Linked DNA regions of Sus scrofa: region 1 is linked to region 2. The links are chromatin contacts, called in public HiChIP or PLAC-seq maps. All regions are on one chromosome and are shown on one strand. Each heading gives the region's core, a stretch centred on a gene start, on an enhancer-like site or on the middle of the called end of the contact. The rest is flanking DNA. Distances are from core to core; before and after follow the strand shown.

Evidence for each region. HiChIP or PLAC-seq counts read pairs in DNA pulled down with a chosen protein or histone mark.
Region 1: a contact with region 2 is called in an H3K27ac HiChIP or PLAC-seq map of alveolar macrophages. The contact joins two enhancer-like sites. A contact is called at or near these places in 1 of 47 Hi-C or Micro-C datasets (epiblast stem cells) and 1 of 2 datasets of contacts at active chromatin or transcription factors (alveolar macrophages).

What each region holds. Positions count from the first base shown.
Region 1 is chr4:16,442,949-16,447,244 of Sscrofa11.1, forward strand. ZHX2 (zinc fingers and homeoboxes protein 2) reads right to left here. Exons shown (of 5, transcript XM_021088974.1): 3 at 2,925-3,016. Among named protein-coding and RNA genes, the nearest start is that of ZHX2, 110 kb to the right of the region's middle. Within about 2 kb of position 1,408, at least 3 of the 83 cell types and tissues checked have an H3K27ac peak or open chromatin away from gene starts, as enhancers often do. A contact at or near this core is called in alveolar macrophages, where this site is marked.
Region 2 is chr4:16,333,394-16,337,488 of Sscrofa11.1, forward strand. DERL1 (derlin 1) reads left to right here. Exons shown (of 8, transcript NM_001244479.1): 7 at 1,867-1,977. Among named protein-coding and RNA genes, the nearest start is that of DERL1, 25 kb to the left of the region's middle. Within about 2 kb of position 2,093, at least 2 of the 83 cell types and tissues checked have an H3K27ac peak or open chromatin away from gene starts, as enhancers often do. A contact at or near this core is called in alveolar macrophages, where this site is marked.

The DNA of each region.
Region 1 (4,296 bases), core at 158-2,657, 110 kb after region 2:
TCCATCCTTGCACATAAGACCCTTTCTCTCTCTTTTTTTTTTTTTTTGTTTGTTTTTTGCTTTTTTAGGGCTGCCTATGGAGGTTCCTAGGCTAGGGGTCAAATGGGAGCTATAGCTGCCAGCCTAAACCACAGCCACAGTAACACCAGATCCGAGCCGCGTCTGCGACCTACACCACAGCTCACAGCAATCTGGATCCTTAACCCAATGAGCGAGGCCAGGGATCAAACCCACCACCTCATGGTTCCTAGTTGGATTCGTTTCCACTGTGCCATGACGGGAACTCCAGGACCCATTTCTCAATGCCCATTTTCTCCCATGAGACCTTGCAGCTGAAAATGAAGGCCATCCTAGGACTTGGCATTTATACTGGACATTGATAATTACTGAAGATGTGCCATTTACCTCTTCAGTTGGATTTTAAATTCATTAAAGGCCTGGGTCATGCTTGATTTTACTCTGTCTCGTGCTGCACACTAAACAGCTGATAGATACTTTTTGGGAAACAGTGACTAAAGGCCCTTGCCTGTCAGTGTGAATCTGACGGAAGGATTCGGAGAATGAAATAAAAACCTAGCATCAAGCAGATAAGATTAGCTATCGGCAAAGTTATCTTAAATGCAGATAAGACAGAAGCTGGAGAGTAGGAAGGATTTGGAGTGTCTGTACTAATAACTGGAGTTATTAATACACCTAAATAAAGAATAAATTTAGAAGGGAGCTGCGTGAAGCAGTCATCCAACTAGGAGGAGTGTCCTGGCCTTGGGGGAAGCCCAGGGAGCCTGGAGACAAGGAGCAGCTCTGCTGTGGCCATAGATTCCAGCTGGAGGCCATGCAGATGTGAATCCCAGAACCACCTCCCTTGAGTGGACTTGGTGCCCACCCAGGCGGCCTTGGGAATCCAGCCTCCCATCTTCACTTCTGTTCAGAGTCTAGGAAGTGACCTAAAGATGCCATTGTGGAGCTCCCGTCGTGGCTCAGTGGTTAATGAATCCAACGAGGAACCATGAGGTTTTGGGTTCAATCCCTGGCCTCGCTCAGTGGGTTAAGGATCGGTGTTGCTGTGAAGTGTGGTGTAGGTCGCAGTGTGGCTTGCATCCTGTGTTGCTGTGGCTGTGGTGTAGACCCCTGGCCTGGGAACCTCCATATGCCATGGGTGTGGCCCTAGAAAAGACAGAAAAAAAAAAAAAGATGCAATTGTCTGGGCCCTTGGCAGTCTTATTTTTCCCTTATTGGTCTCTTATGAGTTTGGTTAAAAAAATCATTTATAACATCAATCATTTTAAATAAACAACAACAACAACAACAACTAAAGAGCTGTCCAGTGCCTCCTGCGTGCTGGATGGGGATGTGCTGCTCAGAGATCATCTCCTTTCGTCATCGCCATCATCTGCATGGGGCAAGTCCTATGACTGCCCGCCTCACGGATGGAGAACTTGAGCCTCAGAGAGATCACTTTACTCGCTCAAGCTCACAAGAGTCAGAGCCAGGATTTCAGCCCAAGCCTCCTAATGGCAAGATCCACGCTTTACCACTGGGCTTTCTAACACAGTCGTATGCGCCACCCTCTGTTCTAAGAGCCTTACCTATATGAATGCCTACAACCCTCCAAATAACTCCTTGGGGTAGGTACCCCTTCTAACCCCAATTTACAGCTGAGGAAACAGAGACACACAGCAATTGTGTAACTTGCCCAGAGTCACACAGCGAGTATGTGGGCAGCAGGATGTGAAGTCAGGCAATGTGGCAAAAGACCATCATGTGACGCTGCCTCTCTTGAGTCACTGGCTTGACTCCTTCTAATAGACCTGATGAGCCCCTTGTGGGGAAGAACTCCATCTTACTCGTTTTGCTGCCCTCAAGAGCTATTGCAGTGCTGGCACAAGGGAAGCCTGTAATCCACTGGAGCATTTGGGTTCCTGGAAGTGCAGCCCACCAGCCGCCCACCCTGTCCCAGCCACATTCTCATTTCACAAAGCCCCTTGAATTTGCAGCTGATCTTCAGGAGGTTTATGCCAGGCTGAAGGCGTCTCATGGAGTTTCATGCACAGAATACAAATTCAAGGGCGAGAGCTAGGAATAGTTCCTATCGGAGTGTATTTTTCACATTTGGGGAGCTGAGTTTCCAAGTCACTCAGTCCTGGTAGCAGAAGACCAGCAAATCCCATCCCAGCGCCATCCCCTGAGTCCGCTGGGACTTGAAAGATGTATCAAAGTGGCTAAAGGTACCATGTTAGCCCAGTGGTTCTCAAGGATGGATGATTCTGTCCCCTCTAGAGGACACCTGGCAACAAAGGAAGGCATTTTTGGTTGTCACAAGGATGGGGAGGGGGTTGCTACTGGCATCTGGTGGGTAGAGGCCGGGGTACTGCCACACACCCTACAATGCCCGGAGAATCCGTCACAGCAGAGAATTAGCCAGCCCCAGATGCCAACAACGCTGAGGCTGAGAAAGCCTGATGAGCCTAGCAGCCCCCAAATCTGCATGGACCAGTGGTTTTAAAGAGGAAGCATCACTCGACAATTAAATTAGGTTTTATGAGACTTCATTCCAGGAGAGCAGGTATCCATCACTGGGGGCAAAAAGAGAAGCGAGCCTTCCATGCCAAAGCAAAACCACCCTTGGTTGGGGCACACGCTCCGAGACAGAACTTTTGCAAAGTGAGGTCTTCAGGGCCTCCTACCACAAAGCCACTTGGGAAGCTTATTAAATGCAAACCGCCTCAAACCCGCTGAATTAGGCTCTCTCCGTGAGCGTACGGGGGATCTACGTTTTTAGAACACCCCGACATGATTCAGATGCACGCTGACATTTTTCTTCCATTCTTCCAGAAGTAGGAGAGATAAATTGGGGGGTGGGGGAGGAATGCGGTAGACCGACCATATGCATGGCGGTTTTAAAAAAGTTAACTAAAAATGCTCACATTCTTGAGCGGTTCCTCTGACTTCAGTTGGGTCTGCACCACATGGTCTTGTGAGTTACGCCCGACTTAGACGAACACCACCCGGAGGCTTCCTAATAATTAAAAACAACTGTTTTGTAACACTGCAAATCAATTATACGCTAATAAAAAATAAATTTAAAAGAATAAAGTAAAAAAAATTGTTTTCTAAATTCTAGCATCATTCTAAGCAGAGATACTTATCACAGGCTTGACCACTCGTTATTTTTGCCCCTAATATTCCTGGGAATACATCCATCATCATGAAAATGATCAATACTTAAAATCGGCAGGCAGGATGTGCAAGAAGCAGTGCCTTATGGCAGAGCAATTCCAGTCCACCAGGAGAAGGCTAATAATTGAGCCTGCACGCTCTCTGGATGCAGACATGCATGGCTTTTCATTCGGAACCTCAGAGCCTCCTTTGCAGGGATGGATGACAATCCCCGCTGCTTCCTGGAGGAGGAAGAGTAGAGTGTGCAAGGGAGTAGGTACCTGACTGTGACACTGTGCCCTCATTGACAGCTGCCAGCTTCCATCTATGAACCTCTGAAAACAACCATCTTATTTTGTTTCTTTTTGTCTTTTTAGGGCCGCATCCGTGGCATATGGAAGTTCCCAGCTAGGGGTCGAATTGGAGCTGTAGCTGCCAGCCTACGCCACAGCCACTGCAACGCCAGATCCAAGCTGCGTCTGTGACCTGCACCACAGCTCATGGCAATGCCAGATCCTTAACCCACTGAGCGAGGCCAGGGATTAAACCTGTGTCCTCATGCGTACTAGCCAGATTCGTTTCCACTGAGCCATGATGGGAACTTCAAAACAACCATCTTAAAGCCAGCACTGGGATGAAATGAAGGACCAACATACTTTTGAGGCTCAGAAACTGGAACCCACAAGTGTGATGAAGAGAAGTCATTTCAACCATAAACTGGTTTCCAGGATCATCCTCCTGCTCCCTGAGCGCCCCCTGCCCCTCCCTCTCTAGGTTGGGAGGGCAGAGGGAAAAGCTTGATGTGCTGAAGGCTCCCAAACCATTCACGTCTCTGCTAAAAATCAGAACAAATGTCTGCTGTCTGTTTTTCTCTTTACACCCTTTTCCAAAAAGGCTAAACCTGACACGACGTTAGTTTTCACCAGGCTCTGCACCCAGCCCACCTCGCCCTTGCTACCAACGCAGCGAGTTCAGCAGCAGGGGCAGGGAATTATGAGCCCTGGACTTGCTGACACCACCTTATTTTTGTCTTTCCCTCCGATCTGCACTAAGCTGCCTGCATAATTTCCACCTCAGGTGAAACCTCTGTCTTAGTTGTTGTCTTCTTGAAACGCACTGATTTTCCATGAAAGTCAGGAG
Region 2 (4,095 bases), core at 843-3,342:
CAGGACTTTAAACATATTTAACACTTTTTTTTTTCTTTTTTTTTTTTTTTTTCTTTTTTGGCCACAGCTGCAGCATGTGGAAGTTCCTGGGCCAGAGATTGAACCTGAATTTCAGTTGTGACCTGAACCACAGCTGGAGCAATGCTGGATCCTTACTGTCTGTGCCACACAGCAGCTTCCTAGCACTGAATTTTTCTTTTCTGTCTTTTTTTTTTGTTTTGGTTAGTTTGTTGTTAGAGTATATATGCTTCCATATATGTGCTTTTGAATAAATATTTCTGGATTCACTGTCCAGATAGAGCAAACATAGAGACCTAATTTCTATCCAGGCTGAGCCCTTTGTGCATAAAATTACTGTTTTTTATTCCTTTTTGTTGTTGTTGCGCCCGTGGCCTGTGGAAATTTCCAGGCCAGGGATTGAACTCAAGCCAAAATGGTTAAAGCTGGGCCCTTAACCGCTAGGCCACCAGGGAACTCCCTGTTTTTTTATTCTTAAGGCATATTCCAGAATGCCTATGGAAACTCCTCAGATCAGGTGGGGAGTAGTTTTGTCAGCGGTTTGATAGTACAGAAGTTTTGATGAAACAGGGTCAGATTTCTTATCTGGAATTAGACCTGAGACTTAAGAAAACCTTGAATGCATCCAGTCAAAATTTTAGGAGGATTTCAAGATGCAGCTATTCTAAGAACTCCTCTTTCTGACATTACACGATGTTTTTTTATGTTTTTAAAATAGATTTTCATAGTGCTAGTCCTTTTAAGATTCTGTTTAAAAATTGAAGTGTAGTTGATTGACAGTGTTGTGTTAGTTTCTGTTATACAGCAAAGTGATTCAGTTATGCATACATACATATATATACATGTACATACATTTTTTGGTATTCTTTTCCATTATGGCTTATCACAAGATACTGAATACAGTCCCTTGTGCTCTCCGGTGGGATCTTGTTGATGTATTTTTTATAGAGTCGTTTGTATCTGCTAATCCCAAACTCCTCATTTATGCTTCTCCCTCCCATCTCCCCCCGCTTTGGTAGCCATACGTTTATTTGCTGTGTCTGTGAGTCTGTTTCGGTTTTATGATAGTACTAGTGCTTAATACACCTGACGTCTTTGCTCCGTGTGGTCCTGACTTGAACTGCATCCATAGGAGGGAGGGAATGAGTCGAGTACACAGACTCTGTTTAGAGCAGAGCAAGCTCGGTAGAACTGCCCTGCGGCCAGAAGAGCAGTCAGGTCTGGGAGGAGGTGTAGACACTGATTTCCTACAACAGGAGTCCCCTAGAGGTGAAGACGGGAGGCTATGTAGGAGTGGATCTGTGAATCCAGGATTACAAGGTGAAGGTCAGCTTTCCAAGGTGATCGCTATGATGTCTCACAGTCAGGGACACAAGGGCAAAGGCAAATGAGCCCTGGGTCCGTGTCTGGAAGAGGGGAGTGGACATGGACGCTCCCTCCTTTCCGTCCCTGCGTCTCTCTTGCCCGCCCTCACATCTGCCATTTTGCAAATGCGGTGTTCACATCTGGTAGCATTCAGAAGCTTGCTTTGCAGCTCCCCCAACCTTGGAGGCCGGAAGTAGCAAAAACCGTATTTTGAGGATGGGCTGGGGCTTGAAAGAGATGTCAGAGGAGCAGCTGGCCTTGAAGAGCACAGGCCGCGCTGGTCCAGCAGGATGGACGTCCCGTCTCATTCAGGATGCGTTCGCCACTCAGACGATGACAGGGCTCACTGTCGAGCTGTCACCGACTCCCAGGGCCCAGAAATGGGCGGTCTCGAAGGATCTGAGCCCTGTGCTCTTAGTTAAAACTTGGGGCCTCTCACTTTACTACTCGACCGTCTTTAAACTCTTGGCTTTCTGTCCGCAGGGTCATCAACGAGCTTATCGGAAATCTCGTTGGACACCTTTATTTCTTCCTCATGTTCAGATACCCAATGGACTTGGGAGGAAGAAACTTTCTGTCCACGCCTCAGTTTTTGTAAGTGTTTCTTCCTCTTTTTCAGCAATCGTTTTAACCGCCCAAGTTCTTCTGCGCCCTGATAAAAACTCCCTGAGGGGTAGGATTTCCCTCTTTGTCTGATGGAAGAATACAAGCCAACAAGGGCGTTGCCCGGGTCACACAGGCACAGGAAGCCAGGGCTCAAGGCCTCGGCCTGGCCTCCTGGAGCCCTGGTAGCCAGGGGCCACTGAGCCCAGATTCTGGCATCTCAGGGAGCTGAGGGCCCTGCTGAGCAGGCAGGCACCTGTGTGCACAGCAAGGGACCAGGGTGACAGGGTGACCACGGTTTTAGCCAAGATTTTGGCTGAGGAAGGGGTAAGAGGGTAAGTGGGCTCATTGTTAGCAGCCTAAAACAATTTGTGTATTCAGTAGTAGAGATTAGAATGCTTTTTTTTTTTTTTTTTTTGCTTTTTAGGGCCATACCTGCGGCATGTTGAAGTTCCCAGGCTAGGGGTTGAATCGGAGCTACAGCTGCCGGCCTATACCACAGCCACAGCAATGCTGGATCTGAGCTGAAACTGTGACCTATACCACAGCAAATGCTGGATCCTTAACTCACGGAGCAAGGCCAGGGCTTGAACCTGCGTCCTCATGGATACTGGTCAGCTTTGTTACTGCTGAGCCACAGCAGGAATTCCCTAGGCTAGAATCCTGAAAGGACTTTTCAGAGTTACACACAGAGACCCGAGGCATGTATAGTCCTGCCCCGGAGGCTGTTCTTGTACCCTGTCTCCCCGCAGGATGTGCAAAGGTCAGGATGCCGAGGGCCCAGCTTTGGTTTGGGGGCAGACCTGGCCTGGAGTCCTGTTCCCCTCCTGTACCAACTTTGATACTGGGGAAGTGACGGAGTAAATGCTCCAGGTCCGTGAGTCGGGGGGAGGCCCTGCAGGAGGTGAGACGTGCAGGAGGTGAGACCTGCACCGCAGTGGGCATTCTGCAAATGCAGGCTCTCAGCCTCGCTCCTGAAGTTGGGGCTGGGAGGACGGGCTTCCCACGAGCTCAAAGAGATGCTGACACGCTTAAGCCTGTAAGCGGTGTGACCCCTCTGTCAGTGAAGCGAAAGGCTGCTGAGGAAGGGACCAGTGACATTGCCATCTGGGTGTCACCGCCGGCCTCACAATCACGCCTCATCTCCACTCGTGCATATGCGATAATAGCTTGCATTTAAAAGCTTAAAAAAAAAAAAAAAAAAAGCGAAAAACCATTTTCATGTCCTGCTCATATTAATGTTTTGCAGTTTGTCATTCTTCCAAGGGGCCAATGAGGGCAGTACAACTTGAGTAGGCACCCCTCCACCCCTCTTTCCTAGGTTAGAGGAAGGTTTTTGAAAGACTTCTTGAGATAAAATATACAAACAGGGAAGTACACTGTTGTTGTACGTGTGTGTGAGATACTGTTGGTGTGTGTGCGCGTGCCTGCGTGCCTGCGTGTGTGTGTGTGTGTGTGTGTGTGTATGTATGTATTGGAAGGTTTGTTTTTTTAAATGGCCACACCTGCAGCATATGGAAGTTCCCTGGCCAGGGATTGAATCCGAGCTGCAGATATCAATACTGGATCCTTTAACCCACTGCCCGGAGCCAGGGATCAAACCTGCACCTCTTCTGTGACCCGAGCCACTGCAGTCAGATTCTTGACCCCACTGCGCCACAGCAGGAACTGCTGGTTTTATTTTTTTCATTAAAAACGTAAAAAGAGATTCATTTCCCTTCCAAGCCTTGAGTCGCCTTCCCAAACCCAGATGACCGATCTGCTTTGTAATTGTCAAAGCACACGATCACAGCAGGTTTGGATTTTTCATCTTGGTTTATCAGGTGGGATGGCAGATGCATCAATTAAAAAAAACAAACACTTGTTGCTTTGTGGGGACAGCCGAGGGTGATTTTACTTTAAAAGGCCGTCGTCTTCATGGCTTGGAGAGATTTCTCGGTTGTGGACAAGAACGTCTATGGGAGTCTAGTGGCAAAATCAACAGCACGCTGGCGTCCGTCTTCCCCTTGAGCTTTCCCCGTTGGTAGAAGCCCTTCTGTTAAATTTTGCATAAAGATCAGATGACAAAATGTAGCTCCTTGCACAGGCAGTAACTGCTTTGAAATTACC